Regions from separate parts of the Anas platyrhynchos genome. Here region 1 is linked to region 2. Evidence: chromatin contacts called from public Hi-C data. All regions are on one chromosome and are shown on one strand. The core of a region is the stretch at or near the end of the contact, and the rest is flanking DNA. Distances in the headings are between cores, read along the strand shown.

Region 1 (5,875 bases), core at 1,936-4,435, 150 kb before region 2:
GCGCTGGGTTTGGGGACAGGGCACCGGGTAGGCAGCCAGCCCCTGCACCCTGCTGGGACCCCCGTGGAGACCCCCGAAATGCGGCTGCTTCCCCGGGAAACGCGGCGCTGAGAGCTCAGCCTGGAAAGGGCTCGGCGGCAGCGTGAAGGTGACCTTTGCTGGGGACAGGCGCTGCCTCCTGCGGGATGTGGGAAGGTTCGGAGCGGGGTAGGATGGGCTGCAGGGGGCTGGGGGCTGGGGGCGGCCGGGTTTTCAGGCAGCTCAGCACCCGGGAGAGGAGCTGAGCCGGGACAGGATCAGCCCCTGCTGTGCCGGCCACGTCCTGGGGTGTAAATCAGCTGCTGGCCTTTGCTGAAACCCCACAGCCTGCTCAGAGGGGGGGAACTCCCTGCGTGGAGACCCGAGGAGGTGCAGAGGGTCCTGGGGGGGCTGCGCCGGTCGGGTCCCTGCAGGGCGCTGCTTTTCTGGGCCAGAGCAGCGCGGGGTTGCTTTGTTGATATATTTATTTATTTATGTCCTGCCTTTGCAACCAGCAGAGCCTGCCAGGAGCGCAGAGCTGCCTCTCACCTGGGCGGCTCACGGGGAGAACTGCAGCAGCTCCGTCCGTCTGTCTGCCTGTCCGTCCCGGCACCGACCTCAGCCAAAGGCAGAGGCGAGGCAGGGGAAGGGGAGAGCAGAGCGGGGGTGCCCAGCAGGTGCTGGTGGGGCTGCTTTTACCCAGCCGAGGGTCTGCCCACAGGGCAGCCCCCAGGGGGAAGCTGAGCCCTGAGGTGAGGCTGTTGGAGATTCCCCAGCCCCTCTGCTTGGCACCTGCAGCTCTCAGCACCCCCCGTGCAGGGCTCAGCTCCTCCAGCTGCCGCCGTGTCTGAGGCACCCGGGGGTGGGCTGGGGATGGGAAGAAGTGGGAGTGTGGGGTGGGAAATGCGGGGACACGTCTCAAAGCCTTTCTTCTGTGTCAGGAGATGCTCTGGTGACCTGCTCGGGGCTGGCAGTAGCTTCGTGGCCAGGCACTGGGTGCTGGGGAGAGGCACAAAGCCTCTGCGCTCAGGGGAAATATCGTCAGGGCAGCAGCACCCGTCCTGCCTGCCACAGGGGGCTGAGAAATCTCAGGTGTCACATTGTGCCCTGCCCCTGAGCCACCCTGTGTGCCTCAAACCCAAACCTTCAGCCTTAAAAACCTCACTGCTTCCTGCACATCTGTCCCTGGGCCAGGGCAGGCTCGGGTCCTACTTGCCGGGCTGAGATGAAAAATGATCCTGAGCGTTCGTGCAGCAGCACGGGCAGGGTGACACGGGCAGGGTGACACGGGCAGGGTGACACGGGCAGGGTGACACGGGCAGGGTGACACGGGCAGGGTGACGGCAGCTCCTGGGGACCGATGGGGAGACCGGGGCCGGGTGGCACAGCTCGGAGAGCCCAGGTCGGGCACGAGGTCTGGGCCTCCGTGGAGCCAGGAGAGGCGGAGGGGAAAGCTCGTGGGACGAGCAGCAGGAGCGCTGAGGCGAGCGCAGCCCGCAGGAGCACAGCTTGTTTACCCGGGCTGAGCAGGCCTGATTGCTCTCTATAAATACACCCGGCGAGTAAACACCGGGGAGGGAGAGGGCTCGGTTAAACTCAGGGATAATGCTGGCAGAGGAACAAACGGGAAGGTCTGCCCGGGAGGCTGCGGGCAGGAGGAGCTCGTGCGGTCCCGTGCCCGCACAGCCTTGGGGACAGCGGGGTCCCCGTGGTGGGGCCGGTGCCACGTTGGCTGCCACCAGCTGGGGTAGGAGAGTGCCCAGCGGTGGGATTGGAGCGGGGCCACGCTCCTGTGAGCCCGACCTCTGCTGGGACTCGGTGCTAAAATGGTGATGGGGAACTCGGCGCACGGCTCCCGAGGAGCAGCAGCGGGCCTGGCGGGCTGCGCCTGGCAGCAGGAGGCTGCGGAGAGCCAGGGATGAGCCAAGGTGCGAACCGCAACCGTCCTCCGGGCGCTGCGAGGTGTTAATAGCTCTGCCTGCTTGGGGTCATCTCGGCACTAATGTTAGCGCGCGAGAAGCGATCGAAGAAACAAACGCTCAGCCCACGGCCAAGGGAGACTTCGAGACATTTTCCTGGGCCGGGTTGCCCCGGCAGAGCTCTCCCCGGTGTCCGTAGGCTGGCAGCGAAGCCCCGAGCCACGAGCCCTGTCCGGAGCAAAAGCACCAGCCCTGCTTTGCTGCTCCCACTCCCTGCGCCGCCTGCCTGGGGGCAGCAGCCACCCGGTCACGCTCCTGCCATGCGGGTGGCACTGTCACCGCGTGCTGCCAGGCCCGGGTCCCTGCAGCCACCTGCCCTGCGTGCCACAGCCCCGGGGATGTGACAGGGGGACGGGGATGGAGCCTGGGGGTGCTGGGGCGCAGCAGGGGTGCTGCGGTGGGGAAAGGGGCCGGATGGCACCCCGGGGAGCGGAGCTGCCGTGCAGCAGGGGTGGCCCAGGAGGGGCTGAGCCTCCCCGGGAGGGAGACGGGGATGGGGAGGTGTATGGAGAGCCCGGCAGGGCACCGGGAGCTGCCCCCGGGGGACAAGCAGAGGGTGGCAGGGGGTGCGGGTCGCCTCTCCGTGCCCGCAGGGACACATCCCCGTGCGCCACATCCCCGTGCGATGATGGAGAGGGGGGGACACACGGACACACAGCCCTTCCCGACCCCCCCGCCCGACCTGCGGGGCGGAGGGCAGGGAGGGGATGGGCTGCAGAAGTGGGGGCAGCCGGGGAAGAGGTGATGGTGATGCTGGGGGGGGACAGGGACCCCGCCGAGCGCTGCCTCCCGCAGCCGCAGCGCGCCCCGCAGCCCGCATGCCGCAGCCCCGCGGCCGCCGCCCCGTTACATAAGCCGGCGGCCCCGGGAGGCTCGGCGGGCCGGTCCCCGGCCCCATCCCCATCCCCATCTCCATCCCCATCCCCGTTCTCCACCGCTCCCCCCCTCCCCTTATCCCCACACCTCCGCCCATCCCCGGGCTCTGCGGCACGGCGGGGCCCGCCCCCGGCTGCCGGTGCCCGGTGCCCGGTGCCGGCCCCGCACCCACCTGGCTCGGCTCGGCTCGGTGCGGCTCCGGTGCGCCCGGTCCACCCCCGGCGCAGGGAAGGAGCCGCCGCCGGAAGGGAGGCGGGAGCCGGAGCGGTCCGGGGGGGGGCTCCCGTTGCTGGCTCCCCCTCCGCCGCACGGCCTCCCGGGCGGGGCCGGCTCCGTGCCCGCCCCCGGCCCGCCCCGCGCCCCCGCCGGTGGCGAGTCCCCTGCGGTACCCGGCCCTGAGCGCGTGTCCCCCCCCCGCCGTGCCCAAGCATCGCCCCCGCTGCGCATCCCTCCCTGCGTCCCCGCTCCCTGCGGTGCCCCCGGCAGACCCCCCCCCGGTACCTGGACACGACCCCGGTACCCCCAGTTCTTGGCCACCCCGGTTCCTGCTCATCCTTCCCGAGCTGTCGCCCCCCCTGCAGGAATCCCCCCCCCCGTATCCATCCCACCAGCAGGGCCCTGCACTTCTCTCCCCCCGGCTCAGCCATTCCCCCTCCCGTGGGGTTGGAGCCGGTCTCTGGCTGTGGGGCTGTGCGGGTGCCACCCAGAGACGTGGGGGCACTGAGCATGGGGGTGCCGGTGCCTCGCCCCGGTGTGCAAAGAGCTGGGGGGTCTCCAAAAACCAAGGCTGGGGAGGTGAAGTGGTCTGAGCAAGGGGAGCAGGGCGAGTGGAGGGGCAGGGGACAGGGACTTTTTGTCCCTTTTTTTGCTCTTTGTCCCTGCAATAGGTCTGTCCCTCAGTGCTGCTGATCCTCTGACAAAGGGGTTCCTGCCTCTCCATCCCGGCCCCTTCCAGGGGGTTCAGGACAGAGCTGCTTTAACACCCCACAGCCCTGAGGCAGTGCGATGCTCATGTTTCCCTCCCCAGCGTGTCCCTCGTCCTCCTGGCATGGTGTCAGGGGGTGTCAGGGGGTGTCAGGGGGTGTCAGGCCAGCCAGGAGCCCCCCGTGGGGTCCGCCAGCCCCGCTGCCTTGCGTGCCGCTCGTCACATCACCCGCGGCTCGTGGCGCCGCTGCTGCCCAGCACGCAGGGCTGGTGTGGGATGGAGCAGCTGATGAATAAATCAATCCCCCCCGGTGCTGAGGCTGCAAAACGTGGCTGCAAACAGCCGAGCAGCGCTGGGGCCGCGGGCCCGATGGCTGGGGAGGAGCGGCTGAGGGTCCCCCCCCTACCCTGCGCAGCCGCCGCATCCCGCGCAGCCCGCGGCCGAGTGGGCAGCTCTGATTGCCTCCCCCCATGTTTTATTTATCTCCGTGCTCCATAGGCAGGCTCGTGCGCTCCGTCCCACATTCCTCCCCGATGCTCCTGCCTGCAGACGGGAGCAGCAGTCGGAATAAGGACCGGGGGGTGCAGCGGCTGCTCCTGGGTTTGGGGACACCGATTCCCCTCTGCCTGCCCGCTGCGGGCTCCGGTGACCCGCTGCTGTCACCCTGCCACGTGGCCGCCACTCAGCTGCCACCTCCGTGCCGAGGAGCTCGTGTCCCTCCCTGCAAGCAGAAGCACAGCGCCGTGCCTCTGACCTTTCCCCAGCACTTTGAAGGCTCAGCCAGGCTCTCGCTGTTTCCCCTGCGCTTTGCCAAGAGCGGCCGTGTCCCGTGGCCTGGGCTGACGTGAGCCACGGGAGGAGGCTGCTGTGACACCTCCGTGCTAGAACCGTGGCCGTGCTCGCTGCCGGTGGCCCTGACGCTGCCGGTGGCCCTGCCGTGGCCCCGGCTCGCCTCCCTCCATCGCCTCCAGCTGCCTGTGCCGGAGGAGAGAGAGCCGCAGGGTGCGCTGCTGCTGCCTCGCTGCTAATAAATAAGCCCCAGTAATGAGTCGGGCTCAGGCGGATGGGCAGGTAGGGCAATAATCCCCCGATTAAGTGGACGAGGCAGGCAGTTAAGTGCAGAAAAACCACAAATAAATAATAATCAGAATAATTTAGGAGCAGGGAGGAGCTGGTGGCTGGGTCCCTGAGCCTTTCCCCGGGCGGCAGGCAGGGCCAGGAGCACTCTGGGAAGTGTAGTCCTGCCTTCTCTGCCCACATCCTCCCCTGGCAGGACGGAAATCTCAGCTTTTCACCCCATTCCTCCCATTGGGCCAAGGCTGGGTGCCCTGCGGGTGGCGGGGCAGCTGGCCTTGAGGCTGGTGAGTGGGCTGGAAACCTCGCTGCCACTTCTGTGCGTGGGGACGAGAAGGGACCCACGGGGAGCCAGGGCAAGGGCTGAGCTCCCGAGGGTGGGCTGTCCACCGGGTCCCTTGGCAGAGGGTCCCTGGGGCTGTCTCTGTGCCACCAGGGTGGGAAGCTGTGGCCATGGGATGGCTGCTTTGCCAGCTCGCCCCTGCTGTGCCCGAGTGCGCATCGCTGCTCTCCTCCCCCTCAGGATGGAAATATGGGTACAGGGAGCCCGGTGGGGCTGCACGGTGGGGGCTGCACCCTGCAGGGCTGTGCTGGGTGCTGCCAGGGTGCAGGCTTCATCCCCACGCCCCAGGCAGATGCAGAACCCCCAGCGAGCCCAGCACCTCTCCGGTGCTATTGATCATGGCCATGCGAGCCTCGCTGCTGAACTCGCAGGGCGATCAATGGTCGTTTTTCTCCCCAGCCTTCACCCTGCTAAGGGGAGCTGCTGGTTTTGCAATTCCTCCTAGCAGGAGAAGCCATCCAAGTGCTGTCCGGGGGGGCTCCCGCTTTGCCATGATCTATACCAGACTGCTCCAAAACTGCACGCTGGAGCCTGGCAGTCGGGCGCTGGGGGGCTGGTGGCTCTCCCGTGGCTGTGGGGACAGCGATGTGGGGCCAACACCGGTCCCTGGCAGGGGACGTGGCTCCTTCCCGCAGCAGGCAGCTGGGCTCCGGGGCAGCT
Region 2 (6,300 bases), core at 283-2,782:
ACGGTTTCTTACTATGTTCTTCCTCAATGTGGGGAAAAATAAAATGTTTTGAAAGAAAATTGCTTGGTGATGCTGTCTGGGGGTTGGCTGTGTCAGAGCTGCTGCAGCGAGACCGAGCTGGGACGCACTGAGGGATTTGGATGCGAGGGGCTGGATCCTCAGCGCCCTGCTGTAAGCGTGCGGCTCCCAGACAGACAAATTATTCCAGACACCCTTCCTGCCTGTGATATCATCTGTGCTTAAACGGCAGGAGATATGCAGGCAGCAATCAGATAGCTGAGCTGCGAGGAGAAATATTACAAGAGTGCGGCTGAGAGCAGGGGCTTTGCTTGCTCCAAAATTGAATTCCCGTCCTCATAGGAGATGTAGTCCTGCCCCCGTGTGCACAGCTCCGGTAATAGCACTCTGTTTTGGTACATCCTGCGTGGGGCACAGCAGCAGTGGGTGCGATCACTGCGCTTTACATTCGGCCTGCAGCAGTTCTGCATTTGGGACTGCAGAGCGCTCGCCTCCACACATCCAGCTTTTTTTTTTTTTTTCCTCTCTTTTTTTTTTTTTTCTCTCTTTTTTTTTTTTTTTTTCCCAAATTGAAAAATATTATTTCTTTTTGTAGACAAGTGAAGCCTGTGACAAGTTTTAAATTGAAGCGGGGAAATTTAATGAAGCTTTTTTTTCAGGTCATGGTAGATTATGGACTTGTTTGCAGTAGGGAATCTCAAGACCAGAGGAAAAAATTCCTGGGAAATATCAGTGTTATGGGATGACATCATTTTGTACTAGAAGTTGGGTAGAATTTACAGAATTGTTGGAAATTTACCGTAACACAAGGGGATGCATCACGTAACTACCAGTGTTTATCCCATTCATGTGGCCACAACCCTCTTTAATAACCTTTACCATCTAAGAACTTGAAATAGCAGGAAGTGTTTTATTTAACCTTTTCTGTGGGTCTCATATCTGTAGGAAAAAAAAAAAAAAAAAGAGCCTAAAAATAATCCTATACTCAAACTCACTTTATTGAACCCACCATCACGGGACTTGCATATCCCACAGGGATTTTGACAGGTGACTTCACTCTCCTCTTCCCATTTGCAACATGTGTATGACATTTCCCGAAGCTCCCTCCTCCAAATGTATTGAGACAGTTGTTTTTCACTGTTCCTAATGCCTGTGTCACCCCATCTGCTGCTCGGCAATTACTTCTGTCCCATTCCCTTCTGTTTCTTATTAATCGAGCTCCTTGTGCAATCCCATGTCACACCTCACCCCGCAGCTCCTGCTGCCCTGCCCTGGCTGCTGCCAATTAGCTCCCATCCTTTCTCATCGACCCTGTAGCAAGACTGTATCCTCGCACAGATCGCTGGAGGAAGAGGGGACAGGAGCATTTCCAGCACTGTCCTATCTGCCTACTCAGATGCTCAGAAGCAGCAAGGGGGTCTCCCAGGTGGAGCTTGTTAGTCAAAGGACAGGTGCTGCCACACGAGAGAATGACACTATTCCCCGCCATATAAAAAAGCCCTGAGAGGTCAGCATGGTTTCTTGCTTCAGGCTGAAGGAAGGGGAAACCAGAGGAACAGCATGGTTTTTGGTAATTTGGGCTTTCAGACCTAGATGTGGTGCAGGGTCTGGGGTTGTAGGGCTGAAGAGCCTGCGTTCCTGCAGCCTCACCAAGCACTGCAGAGCCAGCAGGTGCTATCTCCTCTGACGGCTGGTACGGATTCTGAGGAAACATTTTCAGCTTAGGCGTTCTTTTCCCTAGAGAAAAATCAATATTAATGCTTCTGTGATTACTGCTTGCCTTCCAAATATGCTTATGATCAGTTCAAGAAATTTGACAGTCACGTCACTCAGGATGCTAAGAATACAACAGAAACAGCTTTTAAATGAACCCTTCAACTCTTGATATTTGTGAATGAGATCCAAAGAACATTACTCATTTATTTTTCAGGAAAATGATTTCATTGACACGAACAGGCCAAAGCCTGCAAGCTCTATTTTGTGATTGCGGTTCCCTTGCACTTTCAGCTACATTTTTATGATTTTATGTGCCCATGCCAAGACTTGAACATCTCCCAGGATAATAAGAAAAACAATTCTGATTTTCTATTTAAAACCCAGGCTTCTTTTAAGCCACGTGCATGTATCAGGCTTCTAAAACACAAATGTGTTCTGTCCCTCACTTCCTTTCGTGACTGACTATATTCAACTCAAGAAGTATTTTATGCAATATTTGTTTTGTCATAAATCTATGACAGAGTTGAAAAAAACCTTCAATAGAACCTTTATTCTTCACTTAGCTGAATGTCATGTTTTAGGGAAGATGACACTCTCTATTTAATGCCATGTAAAGAGAAGAGAAGGGGGGGGAATGTATGGACTCACCTTCTGTTTTCAGTTGCTGCAATTTTTTATGAATGACTGTGGTAATAAGACCATTTCACCTGCACAGAATGCCACTTGTTTGCCATTAAGAGGAAACAATGTCCAGATTTAAGGCTGGTTATTCTCATTGTTTCTTAATCAGGTTCATGCTGATTGTCAACAGATGAATAATTCTTCCTTGTACATAGACATGTCTCAAACTTCTGGAGTTTTAGGTCACGTTTTCCTGTTGTGTTGATTCTTTCTATCCCATTAGCGAGAGATCCAATGTACCAGGAAAATACAGAAGAGACTATGAAGAGGTTCACTGTGCAGCATCTTCAAAAGACACTGATGCCTGCCAAACCCCGGATTTTATTTCTGTAAAAGCTGAGGGTGTCCCACGCTGCCGTCTCATCACTCTGCTGTACTGCGCAAGTCTCCCAGAGCCCAAATACTGCGTAGTGTATGTAACACGGTGTGCACTAGTTCAAACACTTCCAACAAATTAGCTTTTTTGCTTTGCCAACTTCCATATGTAATTTCACAACATCTAGTGTTGAGACAGTGCTCTTGTTTGGACAGTACAAATCACTCATTGTACAGCAGGGCGCCTTTGTTAACAAGCTGGGTGTAGCTCACATTTTTGTTTAATTCTTCTGGGCATTTCTCTAACAAACAAGTATTCTTTAGGGCTCAACTTAATAATCAATACAGTTTTGTTAGTTTACAGAGCAGATAATTACTTTATGGGATGACTTTACAAGGTCAGGGAGATGTACTTATATAGTCTGGAGCATGAAGGCAAAGAAACATCTCTATAGAACTCAACAGCAACAGATTTGTAAGTAACAGACTACACAGCCTTTCCCACCGTGAAGATGACAAGAGCTGCTGCCCTTCTTGGGCTACTGTTTCTTGTCTGCTTTTCTGGTAAGTTGTTTTTATTATAGTCTCTCCTTATATCTCTAGTCATCTTGAATTCTATATAGTTCAGGATGCCTTAATACATGTATATATGTATCCAAAAGAGAGCTTAGCTTACTGAAGAAGTGATGATTTAGTAATGCTGTCTTTAGTAAACTCTCTTTTAATGAACTTTATCCCTGTGCAAACATTACTACAGGTCTAGTAGGATGCCTCTGTCTGATTTAAACTTATTAGACTTAGCCGGGATAATAGTGCTGCAAAAGGAGAAAAGTTTATATCCTATTCCTTCTTTAGCAAGTCAAAGCTTGTACTTTCACCAGTAATTGATTATTATTACTATTATTATTTTTAATCATAGGATATAACTTCTTGTTTACTTGGACTGGATAAAACATTTACAAAACAAGTAATTCTCAGTAGTAAGAAAGTGTATTTAGTTACTCTGTTGGGAAATTAATAATGCAGAGAAATTTTAATCAAGGACACCGTAACACTTATATTTTATAATCTCCTTTTTTTTGTAGATATTGTTTCTGGTCAACGATGGGTGAGTAGTAGATCTTCTCTGTCATTTAGTCTTGATTTCTAAGTGTAGATGAATAACTCATATTCACGCTGTATCCCAGGGGAGTCTTGAGGAAGAATAAAAGAAAATGGAGAGAGACAGGAAGGAAGAAGAAAAAGTGCCCCCAAGAATTATACCACCTCTTTTCCCCCAAAATAAGAAAACATCTTTGTCAGAGAAAGACACCTTATCAGATTGGTGATAAAAGATGGTAATTAATAATGCAAAGTGAGAGCCAGCATGGCACAGAGGGCCAGAAGGAATCCTATACAACTTTTGAATAACTGCCTAAATATCTTCCCTGTCCTGATTCCCTGAGGAGTGATCATTTTTGTCAGTCATGCACATCTACAGTGCTGAATGTCTTAATGGTGAAAATGTGTTTATGCATACTGTAGGAAACGATATATTCTGTTCTTTCCCTTCACCATGGAGGAATGACAGAGGGGAAAAAAAAAAATAAAATGGCCACCTGTAGCATTCCTGTGCTTAGAAAACATGATGAACATGAGCAGATCCTTCCCTCCCCTTGGAGAAACTGCACATCTGTCCTTTTTAACAGGCCTCCTGCAGTGTGTACCGGATGGCAGATAGGAGCAATCTCGCCTGTCCCAGGGACTTCCAGCCGGTCTGTGGCACCGATAATGTGACGTACCCCAATGAGTGCTCGCTCTGCAGAGAAATCTTGTGAGTACAAGATCACCTGATTGCCCATAATGATGGTTCAGGTAGCAGATGAAAGCCTTTTGAATTGTGACTAATCGTGGGGTGGATGGGATTTTTCATAAGTTTCAGTCTTCCCTAGTGCGCAGGATCTCGTCAGGCTGTGTCTCTTCCGTGTCAAAACTCCTAAGTTTGATTAATTACTGGGGCTTTACGAGTGGAGAGACTTAATGAGTGAGATGACTACATGGCATCAACAGGTTAATCCTTCCTTTCCTTCTCTCTCCTAGTCGTAACAGAGTGATTGACAAAAAGCATGACGGAAAATGTATAAAGGTAAGGGCTAAGATTGACTCTTAAGATATCCTAAGATACTCTAAAATAAAACTTCAAAACTGCTAAAATTTTTATGAAAATGAAGAATTTCAGATCTTCACTTTTTTTTTTTTATTTCCATTTTGAAAAATGCAAATCTGCTTCAACTGTGAATTTTGAAATGTAATCTTATGCCTAACACCTGACGGAAAAACAGAAGCTTTTGATTTCAATAACACTTCAGCATTGTCAAAACATTTCCGTTTAGATTTAGAAAAAAAGTTTGTTGAAACTCAGAAATTCCCAGAGGAAGTCGGGATTTTGACTAAATGATAATTTGTAACAGAAAAAAAAAAAAAAGATTCTATCAAAACATCTATCATAAGATTTGTTTATCAATATATAGAGCTACCATAAAGTGGAGAACTGGCTCTATTTTTAGATTAGTGAGATAATGTAAAGAAACACTCCGGCTGAGCAATTTACCATAATGCTACAATTTTCATTTCAGTACACTCAGAGTAATTACAGGAACACTGAGGTGAGCCTAAACTCCATTTTCAAGTGGGGCAGACGTTTCACAGCAGAAGTTGCTGCCACCTAAGGCACATTAGGCACAGATCCTGTGTGACTGTGTTCAGGGTGGAAATCCCCAAGATGATACTGATGAAGCCCATTTGAGGACAGGAGAAAAAAAAAACAAAAACAAAAACAAAAACCCAACAAACAAACAAACAAAAAAACTAGATACTGCAGGATCTGCCACAGCCATGTCCTCAGAGGCAGAACTTCGCCTGCTTGTGCTCCCTCAACCTCATGCTGTCGGGCTGGAAGCTCAGTTCCCATACACCTCTGTTCCCCATGAGCATGGGGAGAAGGGGAAATATCTCTTGCACCACGCACCGTTACACAGGAGTGATTAAAATGCTGATCTGTGCCTGTTTCAGGTCGATTGCACAGGCTACATGAGAACGACAGGCGGTCGGGAGTCTCTCTGCACCCGGCATTACAACCCGCTGTGTGCCACCAACGGGGTTACCTACAGCAACAAGTGCAGCTTCTGCACGGCAGTGGCGTGAGTGCTGGGCTGGGTGCTGGTGTCAGTATCTGTAGGGTAGTGAGGGGGCTTGGCCCCTGAAGTGGCTGTGATGTGCTTGTTCATGCTCAATATGTCTTCTTCCCAAAGGAATGGAGAGGACATCGACCTGCTCATGCCTGGAAAATGCCCCAAGGTAAAGCCGAGAAGTCTGCACTGTGAACCCTTGTTATAATGTGCTACACGATGAAAATTCAGTGAGTCATAACGACGTAAGAGAAATGCCTGCACTCTGCTGGCGTATTTGGCCTGGAAATAGGATTTGAGGAAAACAGCTGAAGTATGCCAGGGTCAAAGGAACAAAACCCACATCTCCAAGGTGCAGTCTCCACCTGCACAGCTTCTGACCTGGGAACAGAGCAGCCAGATG

Evidence for each region. A called contact is a pair of places that touch in the nucleus more often than the background predicts.
Region 1: a contact with region 2 is called in a Hi-C map of subcutaneous adipose tissue, with 2.2 times the contacts expected there. The contact joins the promoter of CPLX2 here to the promoter of LOC101798162 in region 2. A contact is called at or near these places in 2 of 8 Hi-C or Micro-C datasets (liver and subcutaneous adipose tissue).

What each region holds. Positions count from the first base shown.
Region 1 is chr14:8,796,754-8,802,628 of IASCAAS_PekinDuck_T2T, reverse strand. CPLX2 (complexin 2) reads right to left here and starts at 3,185. Exons shown (of 5, transcript XM_072023269.1): 1 at 3,046-3,185.
Region 2 is chr14:8,647,239-8,653,538 of IASCAAS_PekinDuck_T2T, reverse strand. LOC101798162 (double-headed protease inhibitor, submandibular gland-like) reads left to right here and starts at 1,532. Exons shown (of 9, transcript XM_005027909.6): 1 at 1,532-1,588; 2 at 2,639-3,294; 3 at 3,816-3,838; 4 at 4,419-4,543; 5 at 4,810-4,855; 6 at 5,782-5,909; 7 at 6,021-6,066. The coding sequence starts at 3,243.